2 separate regions of the Mus musculus genome follow, and region 2 is linked to region 1. A link is a contact called in public HiChIP or PLAC-seq data. All regions are on one chromosome and are shown on one strand. Each heading gives the region's core, a stretch centred on a gene start, on an enhancer-like site or on the middle of the called end of the contact. The rest is flanking DNA. Distances are from core to core; before and after follow the strand shown.

The links. HiChIP or PLAC-seq counts read pairs in DNA pulled down with a chosen protein or histone mark.
Region 2: a contact with region 1 is called in an H3K4me3 HiChIP or PLAC-seq map of bone marrow-derived macrophages, with 4 times the contacts expected there. The contact joins two enhancer-like sites. A contact is called at or near these places in 3 of 484 Hi-C or Micro-C datasets (bone marrow-derived macrophages, immediate neuronal precursor and nephron progenitors), 4 of 115 datasets of contacts at active chromatin or transcription factors (bone marrow-derived macrophages, embryonic basal ganglia, intestinal crypt epithelium and 1 more) and 1 of 9 other capture datasets (adipose tissue).

Annotation. Positions count from the first base shown.
Region 1 is chr1:39,634,774-39,637,568 of GRCm38.p6, reverse strand. All of the region lies in intron 2 of Creg2 (cellular repressor of E1A-stimulated genes 2), which reads left to right. Among named protein-coding and RNA genes, the nearest start is that of Creg2, 15 kb to the left of the region's middle. Within about 2 kb of position 1,493, at least 75 of the 459 cell types and tissues checked have an H3K27ac peak or open chromatin away from gene starts, as enhancers often do. A contact at or near this core is called in bone marrow-derived macrophages, where this site is marked.
Region 2 is chr1:39,967,829-39,970,762 of GRCm38.p6, reverse strand. The region is part of intron 3 of Map4k4 (mitogen-activated protein kinase kinase kinase kinase 4); the gene reads right to left. Among named protein-coding and RNA genes, the nearest start is that of Map4k4, 68 kb to the right of the region's middle. Within about 2 kb of position 1,507, at least 48 of the 459 cell types and tissues checked have an H3K27ac peak or open chromatin away from gene starts, as enhancers often do. A contact at or near this core is called in bone marrow-derived macrophages, where this site is marked.

The sequences.
Region 1 (2,795 bases), core at 244-2,743:
GAAGGCTGTGGTATTGATTGGCCATTTGTCCTCTTCTTGGGAGAGCTGGGTTATTTACCACTTCATTGTTGAATTCTAGAGTTTCTATCTATATTCTATATCTATATCTATAACTGTTCCTCTAAGCTAACACAGACGAGTGTGCTGGTTTTACTGCTCGCAAATGAGGACAAAAACATGATCATTCATGCTAATGTATGCAGCGCCTCCCTTTGATATTTTGGGGGTGTCACGATTGTGCCTACTTATAACCTAAACGTTTTAAAATATAGACGTTGGACTGGGGAAGTGGCCCAGCCACTGGAGCATCTGCCACATGAGCAAGAGGACAGGTTTGGATCCCCAGAACTCTTCACCGCTGGGTAGCCATGGTTCCAGCTGCAGAAGGAGGAAACAGCTGGCTGGTGAAACCCGGACTTAAGCTCTGAGTTCAGTGGACAGTGTCTGCCTCAAACAGAATAAAGGTGGAGAGGGATCAAGGAAGATGCCTAACATCCTAACCCCAGAGCATCCACACACATGTGCACACACAGGGACAAAAGGCACACACAGGTGCATATATCTCTTCCAGAGAGAAATGAAAAAAATGAGGATTCAGATCAACCTCAGTGGCCAGAGCAGACTGACTGGTCTGAGAGGGGAGGAGCCTCACGCCTCTGTGGTGCAGGATCTGAGGGGGCAGGGCAGGACCCAGCACAGAGTCTGAGAGCAATCTCTGTAATTGGAGGTAGAGCGCGGGGAGGGCATGGCTCCCACTGCCTAGAAACTGCGGCAGGGACTAAGTCACATTGCCTGCTTGTGTAACCTCCAGGCTTCTGGGTGTGTGGTGGGGCATATTTGCTCAGTAGGAATTCCATGAGCCCGACTCCCTAGAGCCATGGGTCCCTTTTAAAGCCCTGCTGCTGAGGGAAATTTTCCTTCACACATAGAAAAATATAGAGAAGGTAACATGGGTCTAATACAGGCAGTATTCAGTTGGTGAAGGCAAATCTTGCCGTATTCCAAGCCTGAATCCAGCAGCAGGCAGCTACAAAGGGAAGCCCAGAGAATCTTCATTCAGACAGTGACTTGCCCCTCACAGGAGAGTGAGTGGTTTTACCCTCCCTCCCCACCCAAGGGGCTCTACCTCCAGCTTTTCCTGGCCCATTGTGTGTGGCTGGCCAGTGTCTGTTGAATCACAAGACTTCACGGAGAATGAGTCAAGTTTCTAGCCCCAGTGAATGAGGAAATGTACGGAACCACAGTTTCCTTTGGATGCTTTTGCCAAGCTCCTGGGCTGCTTGATTTCACGCAGAGAAACTCGGAATTCTGATAGAAGCTGTGTTGTTGTTGTTGTTGTAATCTTAGGGCTGGCATCAGAAAGCAACAGCAGCTCTCACTGGACCAACATTGAGGTGTTGTCAGGGCTCTTGGCTTCTATGGCTTGTGCCCTCTGCCATACTCTGAAGCCAGGAATGGTGGCTAAGTCTTTCTCACATCCTCTCCCACAACATGACCCTTAACCTCCTTCTCCTACTTTAAAATTGTAGTCAACTGTGGCGACCTAGTTCTTTAATCCCAGCACCCAGGAAGCTGAGGCAGGAGGATTGGGAGTTCCAGGCCAGCCTAGGTAAGGTAGTGAGACTTTATATCAATACACCAATATTGAGAAGAGAAGGGGAGGAGCAAAGAAGCTGATGATTATCTAGGACCTAGTCAGACTGCCCAGGAAAAATCCCCCCTTCAATGCCGACTGATTACTAACCTCAATTCTCTCTTGCCACCTATGGTATTGTATTCACTCGCTCCAGACGTGTGAATGTGAACACCTTTGAGGGCTTGTTAGCCAGCCTATCACAGAGAAAGAAAATGATGCCAAGACAAGCTGCTACCTAATGTACACATGGAATGTTCTATAGTTACATTAGCTATATAATTTTTTTATTCTGTATGACCATCACCAATAGAGAAGGAAAAAAATCCTTATTTAAATATCCTGTTTTACTGGAGCTGTTGCCTGTACATGGGATATGTTCTTCTAGCTGGGTTGCCTTGTCTGGCCTCAGTGGGAGAGGAGGCACCTAGCCTCACAGAGACTTGAAGTGCCAGAGTCGGAGGACACCCAAGAGACCCCACCCACTCAGAGGAGAAAGAGGCATGGGGGAAGGATTGTGGGAGGCAGTAATCAGGAAGGGGCAGTAATAAGTAAATAAGTAAAAGTGAATAAGTAAAAAATTAAACTAAATTAAAAATAAATATTATTCTGTGGTGACTTACTTAAGAGGGCTAATTCCATTGCTTTGTTCAAGAGAGATTTTGTAGAAGAAATTGGCTTTAACTGTGAACAGATAAAGCTGATGATGTTCTTGTGTGGACAAATTCTAGTTACTTGTAATGCTTGTAGAGTCATTTCTCACTTGCTGGTTGTGTTTATTTTCTCCTGTGTGTCTCGGGGCTGGTTCATTTGTTTGTTTTAACAACTTGCTGAGTAGATTCCATTTTTCTTGCAATTGCATTCTGTGATTCCTTTATCTTAGCCCACGAGAAAAATTCCCAACTCAGCAACTAGACTTTTGCCATGTTGAAAACACCGACGGTAACACTTCTGGATGGAACTCGATGTTCCCCCCATGCAGCAATGTGTCTGAATACGTGTGTGCGGTCACTATTACCCTCTCTTGTTAGGACTCCACTGGGTGTGTGATAAAGAGAAGCTTCCAGGCAGGTAGAGGCAAGTCTCTTAAGTCTAAGCTAAGCATGTATGTGGCTTGACAGAGGCATCTTTCTCAAGATATTAGCATAACGTGATGGATGAG
Region 2 (2,934 bases), core at 258-2,757, 330 kb before region 1:
AGATCGGGCCAGAGAACCCTACTTCTATACCAGCACCTGCAGGGAGGATCACAACCATTTGGAACTCCAGTCCAGAGGATCCAATGCCCTCTTCTGGCTTCTGAGGACCAAGTATGCATGCAGTGCACACATCATGCAGGCAAAATACCCATCCCATCCATGCACATAAAAATAAATACACAAATCTTTTACTAAAAAATAACTTTGGTAGTCTCATTTCAACATTTAGTAGATACACACATACAGCTACCAAAGTAAACACCTCATTTAAGGCAAAGATACAGCAGTACGCAGACTTAAGGCTGACATTTCAACCAACAATTGAACTGACAAAGTAACACAGAGGAAGCTGATGTACCATCCCATGTGTCTTCCTGCAAGTCCAAACCACTGTGTCCTTCACACTCCTCTTGAGGGGAGCCAGGGTGATCACAAATAGGGGAATCTGAGGGATGGGGCAGGAGCTCTTGGAGCAAAAGGGCTGTCTTCTGGTTTCCTCCACAGTGAGGCACTGCTGACCCCAACTCTATGAGTTAATGCAGCTGGTGCCAATTAGCAGGCTGGCCTCTGACCAACAGGAGCAACTCTCATAGACAAGTTCTTCATCTGGGGCTGGGTTCTGACAGTGGACAAGCTTTCAGTTGGCTCCCTGGCTATCAGAGAACTGATGATAGTACTGTCTGTGAGACAGACAGACCTCAGAGGTAATAACTAGGACCCAAGAAAACTGTGAAATGTTCTGAGTCTACCATCTTTCCACCAGGCTTCTTTACAAAATTAATTATCAGGCAGTGACAGCTGAACAAATGGGGGGAGGGGCGCAACTGATGGTCTTTGTGAAGCTGGAGAAAGGAGCTGATGATGTGAGCCAATGTCTCTGGCAGGTTTGTGTCCTGAGATATACAACTGAGCATGTTCCTGAAAGACAATACCTGCTTCTTCACAACAGTTTAAATCAACTGCTACTGAGCTCTGCCCTAACGGCTGCAAACTGAAAGAAAACAAAAGATTTCACCTTGCAGAGTCCGGGCAGATCCAAGAGTGTCTTACTCAGCATAAGCCATGGTAAATGTAGCACAGAATCAATTAAATTGAATCTGGTTTTGGTTCAAACATAAAAAGTTACACAACTTCAGTTCACCATACAACAAAATGTAAATGAAGATAATTTTACAGATTCTAGAAGAGGATACATTTCAGAATAAATGGAATTTATTATGGGACTGGGCCATAAGAAATGGCAGCCTTCAAAGTACCATCCTCACCCAAATCACTCAGTGCTTTAGGAAAAACTGCAACCTTGATCAAAACTAACAACATCCAAGTGATGGAGACAGAAAAACGCTCTCTCAAACACTCCAATGTTAATATTAAACTCATGCTCTTTCTTAATGTAACTGAATCCATGCCTTTCTTCTGGGAATGGCCACAGTCTCAGAGCTCTTCTCTGCCTAATGGCAGGTCTAGTCAGAGCAGTCCTCAGAGGGCCTTCTTCCTCCTTCTCTAACCAAGTTGGTTCCTTGCTGAGTCATTCAGTCAGACCTTAGTGCTCATCTGGAAGCGTGGGACAGACGTGAGACGGCACGTCTCTACAGGAAAAGCAGAACGGGCAGAGCCTCGTCCCCTCCTACATACCACTCACTCAGGGGTGACTCTGGAGGACTATGCTCCCATGAAGGAGACCATGGCCGTCACAGAAGTCAGAGCACAACTCTGGGATAAATAAAGCCCTCCAAGAAGCACAATACAAAAAAACAAACAAAAAACAAAACAAACAAACAAGCAAGCAGCAAATGCTGATCTTCCTGAACCCCAGGAAGACACTTTTTTCTAGGTCCCCAAATTACTAGGTTGTTCCAAAGTTTCATGTCAACACCTAGAAATCCTGATAGGTTCCAATTTTTAAGGCAAAATATAATATGTGTGTTTTCACCCTCAAATACTCCGTATTAATTTCCAAAAATCAAGTTCTCTACAAAAAGTGATTCCACCTGAATGTTTTCTAAAGCACAAGAACCTAGACTCTAAAATCCACAAGTTAGCAAAGCAGGATGACCTTGGCAACAGAATGTGGGTCACACATGTCTAAGTGTGTGCGTGTTAGGAACCTATCAAAATGTGGCCGTGTGTGTGAGTGTGCACGTGTTAGCTATCTGTCAGAATATGGCCATACACATTTTAAGTGTGCACATGTTATATATGTATCTACCATAACATAGCCATTCATGTGTAAGTGTGCACATATCAGGTATCTACCATGAGGGGTTAAATGCACAGAAGATAGGAAACAAGGAAGAGGAGGGTATTCTGGCAGAGACTACCTCTAGGTTAATATCTTCTTTTCTCTTCTAATTTTCCACATGGTCATACATAAGAATTAAACAGAGATTTCTGTCCGATCCTATGGTCTGCCTCCCTGTGTGTGGACATCCTGTCTCCCATCCCTGATGCTATAGGGTCACTGTCAAACCTGAAGAACCAACCACACAGCCTTGCTAGGCTAGGCCAGAAACACTACAGAAACCTCAGACCTGTTCCTTCTTGTCTGCAGTGAGTACCAATGTAGGACCATGAGCTAAGATCGGCAAGTTCCACAGGTAAGTCACTCCCGAGAGGAAGGAAGGAAGGGAGAGGCTGGCAGCTGCCCTCACTTCTCTTTCCTTGATGCCCTGAGGCTCCTTTCAGGAAGGAGCAGGCTGAGGTAAACTCCATAAGCTCCCACACTGCGCAGTACAGGAGAGAAGAACACTCTCCACTCAACAGCGTTAGCTACTCAAACAGACCAAGTGAGGACCGGCAATGAATGGGCAGCGAGCGCTGAGACAAGAGCTCCGGGGTACTGGTTAGTTCATAATGTTGTTGCACCTACAGGGTTGCAGATCTCTTTAGCTCCTTGGTTACTTTCTCTAGCTCCTCCATTGGGAGCCCTGTGAT